4 separate regions of the Mus musculus genome follow, and all the other regions are linked to region 1. The links are chromatin contacts, called in public promoter capture Hi-C maps. All regions are on one chromosome and are shown on one strand. Each heading gives the region's core, a stretch centred on a gene start, on an enhancer-like site or on the middle of the called end of the contact. The rest is flanking DNA. Distances are from core to core; before and after follow the strand shown. Region 1 holds the start of Zbtb24 (zinc finger and BTB domain containing 24). Region 2 holds the start of Sec63 (SEC63-like (S. cerevisiae)). Region 3 holds the start of Afg1l (AFG1 like ATPase). Region 4 holds the start of Gtf3c6 (general transcription factor IIIC, polypeptide 6, alpha).

Region 1 (3,588 bases), core at 35-2,534:
CCCTTCCTGCAAACCATTGGCTTTTCTTGGTCTTCCCCGTTTCCGTTTCAGAGGATCGTTCTTCTTATTGGAAATAACCACCACTGGCGTCCCAGTGCAGTTCAAAGCTGGTGGCTTTGGGGCGCTATGGTTATCCTGGAAGTCTGCGTATGCCTTTACCAGGTCATAGACTTTTAAGAACTGAGCAGTAGCCAGGATCTGCTCTGTCGTTTTCTCACTGGCATGTAGATAACCTGTATAGATAAATTCCAGCAGGATGCCAAAGGTGTCTGCAACCATGCCTTCCAGCATGTAGATAGACTGGCCAATCTCGCCCTCTTCCGCAAACATCATTGAGAAATACTCGCTACTGGCGGCCAGCAAGGCTTTATGGGCTCGGAAATGCACATTCTCCACGATTAAAGTAATATCACAAAGAAAGCCCTTCTTCCTTTGATCCTCCAGACTGGCCAGCACAGTGTCACTGTGAGTGTCTGAGTGTACCATAAGCTGCCCACAAGGCTCCGGGGTTGTGTCTGCCATTTTCTCCAGAAGACTCTGAAGAGGCTTAAATCTGAAATAAAAAATCAATGTTTATTTAGGAAGAAGTATTGCCTAACTAGACTGTTCGTGTTCCAGCTGTCACAACCCAGTTTTTTTTTTTTTTTTTTTTTTTTTTTTACATTATCACCTTCTACACTCTACTTGGAAAGCCAAGCCTTGGGTTCCTCCCCTTGTTGCGGCTACCCTGCTGGATGCCTCTCCAGTACCCACATAACCTCTTACGGTGGGGAATTTCCTCTGGAAATTAGAGAACGGGTTCAAAAGTCTGTACGGCCCTCCGGTCCGTTAACTTTGTAATTAAACTTTCAAAGTGTGGCGGCACAAAGTTGGAGTTGGGGGTGTGCTGCCTCGATGCTACACACGGAATAGCTGTTTCGACTATAGGAACATATATGAGAAATATGGGAACGAACCCACGCAAGGGAGATCTACGGTGAAATAACGCGCGGATTCAGAGGCCCCGCTCTGAGCAGCGGCGCCCGGAGCTCCGTCCCAGGCCTGGGGCCTGAGTCCCGCGGACGTTCCGCGGCCCAAGGCCCCGGGCCGAACCAACCGGCCGCGGACCTACCTGTCAGGGCCGCCCCGCAGGGACTTGCTACGGTCAGCCCACCCGGCTGCCCAGAGGGCACTAACCGGGCCTGTCGCCGGTCCCCGCCCCCGCCACCACTACGCTGTAGCTCCGGACTCCCGGCGTCTGTCAACCCGGAAGCGCGCACAAGGGCCGTAGCATCACGTGACCCCGGAGCCCCGCCCCGAGGGCGGGCTTTGCTGTGGAATCCGGAAAGGGAGGGTCTGGTGCGGAAACCTGCCAATCTGCGGAAATTTACCTCCAGTTACCCCGCTGAGTTTCCTTTAGACCTCAGTAGACACCACATCCGCTGATTAGATGCTGAGCATAAAGACGGCGGTGGCTTCAATCAGCAGATATTTACCTCCTGAATGAATCCTCTTCCTCGCTTTCCTTCCCAAGTTACTCATCCTCAGCTCTGTGTTTATCCATAAAATGGAGGTGTTAACCTACCTGGTACGGTTAGAATGAGCTTAGTAAGTGCTTGGCTTGGCTAAAAAGACCGAAACGACCGCTGTTTTTATTTAGATTTATGGCACTTCTGAGAGACTATTGAGGGTTTCAGTTGTCTCAGGACAGTGTCGCTCCCTCTGAGACCTATGGGTATGGGAGAGTTCTCTAAATAAAAACCTGGGTAGGATCTGCTGTGGCTCTGTGTTCCGGACCAATGCTCCTAAGTCCCGCTCAGATTCGTTCCGGACCTACTCCAACTGTGCCAGCAGCTTCCGCTCAGCGTTTATGCATCGCGTGTACCTAATTATCTCTACTTTGTCCACTTCCAGATTATAAATTTGCCATCTATATTGCCCACAATTTGGAAACTAAAGATGGAATTACCAGCCGGACTCTTTCTTTCTTACTAGTTTTTATTAAAAGTGTAAGACCCCCAAAGCTGGGCCTCCGCTCAAGTCCCGGGATGAGCTGGCCAGCACCCCAGTGTCCCGAGAGAAAACCACACCTGATGCAAACTGCAAGAGGTTTTATTATCAGCTAGCTGAGGACGAAGTGTCTCCCTAAGTGTCTCCGCATTAGAGATCAGGGAAAACAAGCTTGGGGAACGTCTAGGGGCTTTACCTTCCAGGGAGAAACGCTCTAAGTTGGGGTCTCACAAAAGCAGCTCATACCACACAGGTATGAGCTCTGTGGTTTCCCCCTTATCTTTACAGAGTTATCTAGTGCACTCTATCCAGAGCTCCCTCGAAATCGGTCAGATATGTGGGCGTCCGAGTGGGATGCCAGGAGAGCTTTGCTTGACTTCTGCACTCCAGAAGGAACAAGGGTGGTTGTGGGATTGGGGATTTTGTTCAGTGATAGAGCACTGGGTTCTGGATTCTGCCCTCAGCACCGAGAGGAAAATAATAATAATAATGATAATGATAATAATGATAAAAAGACAGAAAGAACAAGGGTCAGTCTTTCAACTTTGCTTTCACATAGGTTTTTGTTTGGTTTTCTGCTGAAAGAATTGCAGTAAAAACAATGCAATAAAAACTCCACAGAGCCAAAACTAGATCAAATTTATCGAATAAGCTGCTATTTAAAGGAGAAACTGGTTATCGGTAAGAGTGTCACTCGGAGCTGGTCACCAGGAACCACTCTGAGGAAGACTGTCAGAAAAGGCTGGTTGGACAAGGCTGAGGTGGCCAAACCAAATGTGAGATGCTCACAGCTAGATGTAGGTTAATATTAGGTGAAGATGTAGGTTAATAAAATGAAAGCCAACAAGATTTAAAATGCTCAAAATATTTATTACTTTGAAATTTGAAGAATTTAAAATGTCAGCTCATAGCAAAAATCTAGAGTGTTGAAGATATTGATGATAATATTATTAGAGCATAGATTATACCCTTTTATGAGTAAGATTGCTAATAGAGGAAATAGTGAAATAAATGGGTTATCCAGAATTTTTCCTCCTTCTTTTCCATATCTAATTTCCATTATTCTACCCCTTCCCACCTGAAAGAGACAGAGACAGAGAGAGAGAGAGAGAGAGAGAGAGAGAGAGAGAGAGAGAAATCAACAGAGCCTCCTGTCTCCTGGCCTCTGGATGGATTGGGTCTGTGGAGAACTTGACCCAGGAGAAAGGAGAAGGCTTATCATTAGCTGGCAGATGACAGTTAGTGGAAGTCTTCTGTGGCAGTGAAGGTAACAGAACCTCTGTGAGATCTAGGATGGTTTGCTGATATCTGCTGAAGAAGCTGTAGTCCAAAGCCCATCATGACTTCTGGGACTTGAGAGGAACAAAAGGATAATCGTGCTGTTGGACAGTACCAGCACAGCTTTATAGCCACACCTTCTCTTCCTCCTCCCCACTTTCTCTTTGTCCTCCTCCTCCTCCTCCTCCTCCTCATCTTCCTCCTCGCTAGTCTGATAGTACTCCTACTCCTATTTCCCAGCCCTATCCTCTGCACTACACCCAAGTGGTATATATTGGCTTTGAAAAAAAAAAGATCTAATTCAGACAGGAAGAGTGCCTG
Region 2 (3,178 bases), core at 292-2,791, 1.3 Mb before region 1:
TACTTGAGTTCTATTATGAAACTAGATAATTTTATAGGACATTGAACTCTCTCTTCAAAGTGTAACAAGTCCTGAGCTTCACTGCTAACAATTCTTCCCAAGCTGCAGTGCACAACCTAGACAACTTAGATCATCACCACACCCAACCTAAAAGCAACTTAGCAGACACAGAACGCTCTCCCCCAGAGCCGCTGTTATACTCGAAACCTACTAATTATGGTTACCACCACCAGAAATAACCCATTAGGCGCTTGCTGTAAGTGCCATCAGCTTTAAGAATAACCGGTGCCATATGTCTTAGTAAAGTGCAACACAGAATCCAACATTACAATCTTAAACCTAACATCCCCGGAAACTGCACTGGGTTGCGTTCTGACGCGACCTTTAATGTGGAAAGACTCGAGAACTAAAAGCAAAGGAGCTTGCGACCCCACCAACTACCTCCTTCCATCAACGAATCCCGCTTAATCCTTCATGCCTGCACTTTTCCGTTGTAAACAGGAAACTCCAGAGGAAAGGAAACGGAGAAAATCCTATTTGTGCTTTTATAAAAGGAATAACGGCAGCGCTCTCCAACCCCCACGATGTGATTGAACAAATGAAAAAAGCAACCGGAGGAAGTGACGGGGTGGGCTGCTGGTGAGCTCACTTGGAAGTCCCAAACATGACACCCAGCTTAGGGGTGCCCCCAAACATCTGTACCAACAGCTGCAGCGGGGACACCGGGACAAGAGGGAGAAAGGGTGACGGGAGCGAAGGATGCGGAGTTGTGCCCACACGCTCTTATTCCCCCTCGGCCAACTCTTCTCTCGCCCCCCGTCCCAGCCCAGCCCGCTCCCTCCAGAAAGAACACCCAACAAAGCCGAGGCTGGGGAGACAAAGAGGCGGCAGGCGAGGGGCGTCCAGAACAATGCGGATCGGATCCCCGCCAAACTCCCGCGGACCACGCAGGCGGGCGGACAGCCCCGGAAATCGCCGCCGAGCTCCGGCCCCGTGGACAGCGGCCCTCAGGCCCCGCCGCCCAGGCGGCGTCCCTGGGACGCGGAGCAGCACCGGCGGGCAGGACGGCGCGGCCCGGAGCGGAGCGGAGAAGAGCGGAGCGGAGCGTCCGCCCGAGCGCGCCAGAGCGGGCCGCCGACGGGACTCACCCGCGTTCTGGTCTCGCGGCCAGAGGTAGTAGGTGGCGGGGATCACGATGAGCCCCACGAAGGAGGTGAGGAAGTAGAAGAAGGTGTTCCCGCTGTCATCGTACTGGAACTGCTGGCCCGCCATGGCTCCGCCTCCTCCGCCGCGCTCCCCTCACCGCCGTCGCCACGACCCCGCGCTGCGCTCCGGCTCCCGGCTCCCAGCGCCCCGGCCCCGTGTGGCGTAGCTCGGACGCCGCTACCGCCGCCGCCGCCGCCGCCGCCGCCGCTCTCCTCCCCGCCCCCACGCCGCTCTCACGGACACGCCGCCGCCGCCGCCGCGGCCGTCGCCAACTCTCGCGAGAGGAGCTAGTTCCCGCCCCACGCGGCTGTTCCCTCCCCGGCCGTCTCCTCCACACGCTCACTGAGGGAGACGTGGCGCGCGCAGCAAAGAAACTCTGTTGGACCCCGCCCGCGGCCCCGCCCCTGAGCCACGGACCACGCCCTCTGTTTTCCATAAGCCCGCCCCCGGGTCCCGCCCCCTGCTTACCAGGCTTTCCTTCCCAGCACCCTTCCCGGATTCCAGGAGCTTTCTTGCCAGGGTCCCCCAAGCAGTGAGCAGAGGCGAGCGTCCTAGGTGCGATTGGGACCTGAGCTTTTGCAACCTAAGCGAGGTTGCCAAACCTCTCCACTCTCTCCTATCCCTCTCACTTTTCCTCCACGTGAACCTCATGGAAACAAGTGCCATTAAAATAGGGAGCAAGGAAAAATAAATAAATGAAAAGAATAGGGAGCAAGGAACTCCTCAGAGTTCCAAAGCCTTGGTATTTGGAGCTGCCAGTTCACTAATGCTTTCTGTGACCCAAGCGATCATGTCTTCAATTTGTCAGTAAAACATGAAATAAAGCAAAATATAGATCGGTGGCTCTCAACCTTCCTAATGCTGCCACACTTTAATACAGTCCCTCATGTTGTCGTGACCCCGAACCGTAAAATTATTTTCATTTCTAGTTCATAACTGTAATTTTACTACTGTTACGAATTGTAATGTAAATATATGATGTGCATGATATATATACTCCCTCTAAAACGGTCTTTTGATAACTCCCCCTTAACAGGGTCAGGACCCACATATTGAGAACCAATGTCATATATGCTCTATTGATGAGAAAATTCAGACTCAAAACATTTTCCAGAGGTAACGCTCAATGGTTTGGGTTTGCTCAGGGCTTGAGGATCCAAACCCAGATCGCTCTGACGCCCCAAAGAGCCGCTGGCACTCCCCTGCAACCTGTGGGCAATCTGAAGAGGCAGTCACTCTCTGCTCCTGGCCACCGAATCTCAAGCTGGAGTCAGCTGAACTGCAGGATAGTCCTCTAACCTTGCAAAGATCCCACCAGAGTCCAGTGGTGGCCTTAGCAGGGTGGGTCCCAGTGTCTGCACTGCCCTCTGTGGATCAAGAGGACACAGGGCACTTTACACAGGACCGCTGTGAATAGTAAAGGAAACTGTGCAATATCTTTAAAAAGAGAAGCTACCGCGCAAGTACAAACATTCTGCTGTATTTTTTTTTAAGATTCATTTTTTATTTTTATGTATATGAGTACACTGTAGCCATCATGTGGTTGCTGGGATTTGAACTCAGGACCTTCAGAAGAGCATTCAGTGCTCTTAACTGCCCGTTTTGTTGTTGTTTTGTTTACTTTGCTTTTTGTTGGGGGGGGTGTTTTTTTTTTTTTCTTTTTGAGCCAGGGTTTCTTTGTGTAGCCCTGGCTGTCCCGGAACTCACTCTTTAGCCAGGGTTGGCCTCGAACTCACAGAGATCAGCCTGCCTCTACCTCCTGAGTGCTGGGAATAAAGCTGTACACCAGCACCAGCGTTTAAGGATTGTTTCAAGACTAGTCAGTTAACTACATGGCTTTTCAATATGCCTTCCATTGTCTGAGAGGAAATCTGGTTACACAAGCTCTTTCATTGAATGTCTCAAAACCAGTATTTATCATAATGAGTCATGCTTCCCCTTATACTAGATTATGTTCACAAGTATTCTGTCT
Region 3 (3,503 bases), core at 729-3,228, 1.0 Mb before region 1:
CAGGAGATTTGGTGCCTTCTTCCAGTCTCCTTAGGTACTAGGCACACATGTGATACATAGCTATGTATGCTGGCAAAACACTCATAAACCTAAAAAAAATTTAAAAACAGGTTGCTTCAGCCAGGCAGCGAGCGGGGCGGCACACTTTTTCTATCCTAGCACTCAGGAGGCAGAGGTAGGCAGATCTCTTTGAGTTCAAGGCCAGCCTGGTCTATGGAGCTAGAGTTCCAAGACTGGATGTGTACATCAGCAGATACGGTTGTTCTGGTCAGAGCTTGGAGAGGGAAGAAGGGAGGGAGGGAGGGAGGGGGGAGAGAGAGAGAGAGAGAGAGAGAGAGAGAGAGAGAGAGAGAGATCCAAATCCATCTTTGAGATCCTGACTGGAAGCTTGGGTTTAAGTCGTAGGAAAGAGGTACAACAACTCAGCCGTCCAGGTCAGGTGTGACCTGTGCATCACTGGCCCACCATTGCCCAGCTCCAGTGTGTCCTACAAGCTGGTTCTGCACTGTCTGAACCGTGTGACGTCACTTCCGGGAGCCCAGCTTCTCCCTTTTCTGGTTGGCACCAGGCTTCAACCTTTTCCTTGTCCCAGCGTGGGATTCTTGGGAGCAGTTTGATTTCTTAGGGCCATTGTTTCAGTAGTGCAATAGCCAAAGGGAAAGAAGACACAAGTGTCTCTTTAGACTATCTTCAGTCCCATCGGGGTGGGTACATACTTTGACATATTAGCAGAGAAAAGGCTTGAAGTTACTCTGCCATACTACACCTTCCATTTCCTGTTTCTTCAGAATTCCTCTTCTGGTGACCACAATTTGGTTTCCTGGAATTCTTCTTAGTGTTCTCTTTTTTGGTCACACAATTGAAACTTTGTTTCCTCCTTCCTAGGAATGCTAGACTTTCTTGTTTTCCATAATTCCCAGCTAAATGTTCAGGTCTTTTAGATATGATCCACGGTTGAAGGGTTTACTTTTTTGTTGTTGTTGTTGTTGTTTTATTTATTTTTAAGGATGTAACTATGTAGTTGGACTTCTAACCCTGCTGTCTACATTTCCCAAATGCTAGGATTGCTGTTTGTGCTTTTTCTTCCCAGACTGGTGAATCTTGGGCTTCCTGCTAACTAGGCAAACACTCTATCAGCTGAACACCACCCGACAACCCCTGGGAAGGTCTTTGTCTTTTGTTAAAAGTTAATCTTGTATGGACTAGAGAAGTGGCTCAACTGTTTAAATAATGTGTAACTTATGCAGCCGACAAGGGTTTGGTTCGTAGCACCCACGTTGAGTGGCCCACAGCTGCCTTTAATCTCAGCCAGCTCTGGGGGGATCAATGCCCACTTCTGGCCTCCAGAAGAATCGCTTTCAATATAGGACACACACACCTAGACAAAAATATAATCTCCGTACTCCTCCACAACAGTGCTCTCTCCTTGATCCCACTATTGTCTTTAGCTGCAGCGTTCATCTAGCCAAAGGGTCGCCAGCCTCAAATGAGGGCAGTCGCAAATTCAAGTGGTCACACCATCCCATGACTGCCACATCCACCAGCTGTCAGTCTGGGCCCTTTGGCTTTCCTGTCCCACTTATAAGCTTCTTCAAAGCATGAAAACATGTGCTATATAGAAGATAATTTCTATTACTCAACAGCTCAAACAGAAAGTGGCAGAAACACATTTCAGGTACCCTTCAGAGACACGTTGGACACCGAAAGAAAAGTAAATTGAGGCTATATTATAGCAGATTGGACGAGGTATAATATATACCTCTTGGTCACCTTCATATTATGCGGTCTTAGAAGGTTCACGATTATTACTACAAGCTACAATTGGTTTCTCAGGCCTGGAGAACTAGGGTTTCAGTGGGGGCGGGGTGGAGAGTTGGTTCTAGCCGCCTCTCAGCGGGGTGGGGCGCACCCGCGACTGTCAGGACACGCCCCCTCAAGGCGCGAGGCCTCTCGGGACTTGTAGTCCCAAGGCCCACCGGAAGGCGTGAAGGGCAGGCGTTGCAGCCTTTCTAAGCTTGAGGTCATCTCTCTTTAACGCTCTCTCATTTTCAGGCGTGGCCTCCTGGAGCGCCACAGCACCCGGCTGCTCCGTCGCGTCTTCTGGGTTACAATAAAGTTTTCCTCCCTGTACGGAGCTCAAGATGGCGGCCTCCTGGTCGCCCTTGGTTACTCTGCGCTCCGCCGCGCGCAGCCGGCTGACTGGGAGAGGTGTTGGGTGCGGGGCGCGGGTCGTCGCAATCCCTCCTCCGGCCCCTGGCCCTGGGAAACCCCTGTGGAAAGGTCAGTGACCGTGTCACGAGCGGGCCGCGCAAGGCCCTGGGGTCACCCCACTGTCTGATCCCTCCCAGCTGCACCCGTGGCTTCACAAGTTGTAAGGATCCTAGAGACGAGTTCGTGTCTATTGACCTTTTGCATCTCGTTGCCCCAAAGAGCGCTGAGCGCCTCAGGCAGCTGCCCAGAGTAACTTCCATTTGAGGGTCAGAGGCCAACCCAGTTCTTCCCCAGGTAACCCAGGCCTGGAGAGGGCAGGTGTGCAAGAGCCCGGCTTGGAGGGATGGGGGTAAGCAAGATGGGGTTGGTGTGTGGGGAGCCTTTCACCCCAACCCATCTGGGCTCTTAAGGCTGGTGATGGACTTAATGGTCATGTCAGTCAGGGACCCTATGCCCCCTCCCCGCCCATTTTCTCGATGCAGTCTTAAATTCCTAGGGCATCACTTTGTCTGTTTGTCTGTCATTTATCTGTTTTGCCCCTGACCTTCGATTCTTTCGTTCTACTGTCATGTGTCTGTGAATGAGTGGTTAGCCAAATTACAATCACGTGGTCTCACTGTGTGGTACAGGCTGGCCACGAACTTGAGAACCTCCTGCTGCTCTTTCCCAGAAGTGCTAATTTTACCTCTCTTCACTGGACTGGTTTCTCAAAAGACAGCAAACCCTGTGTCCTTATTTCCTTGGCACGTAGGATGGTGATTGGTGTCTGATGAGCAGATATTTTCAAATGAACGACGTTATTCTCATGGTCTTCCTCAGTCACCTTTCCTCATCTCCAAGAGCTTCTTTATATACCTTCAAAATCGGATATAATTTAACAGAGTATATATATGCAAATGCCGATTCTCATCGTCTCAAGATAGGTTTTTTTCCCCCCTCAGTCATTGAAATAAATACCAGACTGTGAGCTTTACATGGCCCACTTAGCAAAGGGCCTTGCTATCAAGCCTGAGTTCAATCCCTAGGACCCATATGGCAGAGGGGAAGTACCAACACCCACCACTTGTCCTCTCTTGCGCGCGCGCACGCGCACACACACACACACACACACACACACAAAATAAGTAAAGTAAAAAATATTCCTTTCTATTTTATAAACAAGAGAAATGCTGAAGTATAAATCTCATTAATTGAGTCTGGATTACAGTTTCTGCCCCTTTCTTTACTCCCCCCCCCCACACCCGCCATCAAGAAATAACCCCAGGAGGGTTATTTCTTTTTCCCCTCTTGTT
Region 4 (3,488 bases), core at 189-2,688, 1.2 Mb after region 1:
TCTTAATATTGCGACCACTATCACATTTAATATTCTTTATTTACTAGTTCAGGTTAATAGCCTTCCTCATAGATTTTTTTTTCCTCTGCAAGGAGCTTCAGTCATGCTTGCAGAAGACCTAAGTTTACTTCACACACAACTACTAATAGGACAAAATTCTTTCCTGTTTTGTTGTTCATAAGCACTTAAAATTTTTCTTGCAGTTAATGGTCTCGTGAACATTATAACTACATTCATACTAAGAACAAGAAAGGCAGGTCAGCCAGGCTGTAGTGAACACCCTAAACCCCAGCACTTAGGAGGCTGAGGCAGGCAGAAAGCAGAACTTGAGTTGGAGGTCGTCTGGGACCATACAGAGAGGAATGACCGGGCTACACAGTATAAGCCATGTAAAATACAAGAGGAAAGATATCCATTTAGTAGCTCAGGACCAAAGCATCTACTCTAACTTTCAACTAAATATAAAAGAAACCACTCAGACTGTGTCCTCTCCCTCTCAACCCTCAAGAGAGTTGAGAACGATCATCAATGGCAGATAGCAGTTGCAAAATGCAGCACTAAAAGCCGGCTTCACGCTCAGGAAAGGACACTCTGTCTCCTCCTCGTGGTTTCGGGTGCTCTACACAGTCAGAGAAACTTCTCTAGTAACAAACTATAGAAATGATCCCTGAAAGTATAGTCTTAGTTTAGCGTTGCCAGCCGCCGCGAGGCCACCTCTGACAGCACATTTTTAACTAATGGTGACATTCCCCACCCGCCCCCCCCCCCCCGCGAAAACCCCGTAATATTCTCCTAAGGAATACCATACACATGCACTTTCGAAGCTGTGTTCGTATATTATTTTGCAAAAAAAAAAAACAAAAACAAAAACTCATTCTGAATACTTATGACTTGTAAACTAACTCAGAATCAAGTTCATAATTAACATATTGAGGATAATAGCCAATCACACGCCAGTGTCTTCAGTCATCCTAAGAAAATCACTTCCGGACCAGTTTTAAAGGGTGGGTGCGGCTCCTCAGGCTGCGTTTTACTTAAGATGGGTGTTGATTTGTGTCCTCTGCGGTCTGAATTCCACCCTGTCCCAGTAGCGTCACTGCTGGGTTTGTGTTAACTAAGTAGCCACTCTGGCCTAGAATTTGCATTAATCCTCTCCCTCCCGCGTCCTTAGATGTTGGGATGAAAAGTGGAGGCCACCATTGATCCTCTAGTCTCCTTCGGCAGACAATAAACGTGAGGTTTTGTTTTATAGTGGAGGCAGTTGATTACGCTCATCCTCAGCTACTTACTGAGTTCAGTGTAGCCTGAGCTCTATGAGCCACGTTCTTCAAAGTGGGGCTAAATACCCTAAATTCCCGAAGCTCGGAGCGTGTCGAGTCTCCACGTGGGACCCACTTACGGAAGCCTGGCGTCGCCATCTTGCTTTCTGGCCGGAAGCCGGACGCCGCTGCCCGTATCCAAAATGGCATCCACAGGGGGCGTGGCCAGTGATGGCGTCTCCGAACGCTATGGCGGCGGCAGTGGATCCCATTTGGGAGGACTTGGAGGAGGAGGAAGAGGAGCTAGAGGAGGTTGTAAGCGAGGGTCAGAGGCCTGCGGCGCGGGCGGTCTTGGTTGAGCCACCCCTGGGTGGGGAAGGGAGTCTGGGATGCGGACGGAGGGAGGGAGGCCGGTAGACAGCTCGCTGGCTTTCCGAAGCCCGAGAAGCCGTGGAGGGCTAGCTTCAGTTCTGGTTTACCCATTCTAGAAAGAATCGGTTTCCACCAGAAACTGGATCGAGTTTTCACAGAGAAATTTGGGGCATTTCTTATTTACTGCCCCTTGTCTACCTTATTAACTTTGCTTTCTTCCACCAGGAGCAGTTTGTTCTGGTAGAATTGTCAGGAATCATTGATTCAGACTTTCTCTCCAAATGTGAAAATAAATGCAAGATTTTGGTGAGTCTTAGAATTCGGGGAATGTTGTAGATTTTCTTAAAGTTAAAACAAGACTAAAAGGTGATATGCTTGTCCACAAAGAGAGAGACGTTCATCCCACCTTACAAAGCAGTGATCAAACGCTCCAGGCTCATACCAGAAGAGTAGGTTACAAGGGAGGGATTCTATGGGAGCAGAGAAAATGCCTGACTGCTTCTTCTTCACTGTCTGAATGTGTGGCTGGAGAGAAAGAGCAAAACACCTTGTATGAAACTTCTGGGGGACTTTCAGGACAAAGCCTAATCCATGCTGTTAAGCAGTGCCTGCCTTCCTTGTAGTGGGCGTGGCCTCAGTTCTATCCTCCAATAGTACCACAGTTGAGTGTACTAGTCTGGACGCAGACTCTGGTCTAAGTGTGGATATGTATGCAGTGTTGCCCGGCCGGTCACCAAGTACCCATGTCACCTGCTTCACCATGCCTTTGGTGTGTCTTTGGCTCACTCCTCACAAGCCAATTAGGAAAAAATAGCATGAGAGCAGGCTGTCCTGGTGCACACCTGTAATGCCGGCACTGGAGAGCCCAAGGCAGGCGGATCCGAAGTTCATTGTCATCCTACCCCCCAACTCCCCGGAATGCCCTGGAACTCACTTTGTAGACCAGGCTGGCCTCGAACTCAGAAATCTGCCTACCTCTGCCTCCCAAGTGCTGGGATTAAAGGCGTGCGCCACCACCGCCTGGCTCATTGTCATCCTTAATGATATAGTAAGTTCTAGGCCACCTTGATCTACAGAAAGCCCTGTCTTCAAAATGCCTGGAGAAGACACAGTTTAAAATATTACGTTATTGCCTGATGATGATACATACCTTTAATCCCAGCACTCATGAGGCAGAGGCAAACGGATCTCTTAAGTTTGAGGCCTGCTTGGTCTGCAGAGTGAGTCCCAGGACAGTCAGGGCTGTTACACAGAGAAACCCTGTCTTTGGGGGATGGGGGTAGGGATGGGGGATAAAGCTGTTATCAAAATTTTTGGGCAAAATCCTTGGCTTCAAATATTTAAACAGGTTAATTTCTGCCACTTACCCCAACATGCCAATCAGAGATGAGTAGTGTGGTGTACATAGCAAGTTCTAAGACAGACAGACAGACCCACAGAGAGACCCCGTCTCAAAACGACAACAGAAAGTCCACTCAGGCATGGTGGACATTTTTTTTAAAGATTTATTTATTTATTTTATGTATATGAGTATACTGTAGTTGTACAGATGGTTGTGAGCCTTCATGTGGTTGTTGGGAATTGAATTTAGGACCTCTGCTCACTCTGGTCAACCCTGCTTGCTCTGGCCTAAAGATTTATTATTATAAATAAGTACACCGTAGCTGTCTTCAAACACACCAGAAGAGGGTGTCAGATTTCATTATGGGTGGTTGTGAGCCACCTTGTGGTTTCTGGGATTTGAACTCAGGACCTTTGGAAGAGCAGTCAGTGCTCCTAACCACTGAGCCATCTCTCCAGCATGGACATACTCTTAATCCCACCCAATGCATAGGAAGTGCAAACAGGCATATCTCA

The links. Promoter capture Hi-C pulls out the DNA fragments that hold promoters and counts their contacts.
Region 2: a contact with region 1 is called in a promoter capture Hi-C map of liver, with 4 times the contacts expected there. The contact joins the promoter of Sec63 here to the promoter of Zbtb24 in region 1. A contact is called at or near these places in 4 of 39 promoter capture datasets (hippocampal neurons, liver and pre-B cells) and 3 of 115 datasets of contacts at active chromatin or transcription factors (double positive thymocytes, embryonic forebrain and pancreatic cancer cells).
Region 3: a contact with region 1 is called in a promoter capture Hi-C map of pre-B cells, with 4 times the contacts expected there. The contact joins the promoter of Afg1l here to the promoter of Zbtb24 in region 1. A contact is called at or near these places in 4 of 39 promoter capture datasets (embryonic stem cells, liver and pre-B cells) and 2 of 9 other capture datasets (adipose tissue and pancreatic islet).
Region 4: a contact with region 1 is called in a promoter capture Hi-C map of liver, with 3 times the contacts expected there. The contact joins the promoter of Gtf3c6 here to the promoter of Zbtb24 in region 1. A contact is called at or near these places in 4 of 39 promoter capture datasets (embryonic stem cells, liver and pre-B cells), 1 of 484 Hi-C or Micro-C datasets (uterus) and 2 of 115 datasets of contacts at active chromatin or transcription factors (astrocytes and embryonic stem cells).

Annotation. Positions count from the first base shown.
Region 1 is chr10:41,448,054-41,451,641 of GRCm38.p6, reverse strand. Zbtb24 (zinc finger and BTB domain containing 24) reads right to left here and starts at 1,284. Exons shown (of 7, transcript NM_153398.3): 1 at 1,112-1,284; 2 at 1-553. The coding sequence starts at 522.
Region 2 is chr10:42,759,859-42,763,036 of GRCm38.p6, reverse strand. Sec63 (SEC63-like (S. cerevisiae)) reads right to left here and starts at 1,541. Exons shown (of 21, transcript NM_153055.3): 1 at 1,149-1,541. The coding sequence starts at 1,272.
Region 3 is chr10:42,477,040-42,480,542 of GRCm38.p6, reverse strand. It overlaps Afg1l (AFG1 like ATPase), which reads left to right and starts at 1,978. Exons shown (of 13, transcript NM_145743.2): 1 at 1,978-2,280. The coding sequence starts at 2,142.
Region 4 is chr10:40,255,662-40,259,149 of GRCm38.p6, reverse strand. Gtf3c6 (general transcription factor IIIC, polypeptide 6, alpha) reads left to right here and starts at 1,438. Exons shown (of 6, transcript NM_026113.5): 1 at 1,438-1,571; 2 at 1,857-1,937. The coding sequence starts at 1,491. Rnu3a (U3A small nuclear RNA) reads right to left here and starts at 682; the gene lies at 471-682.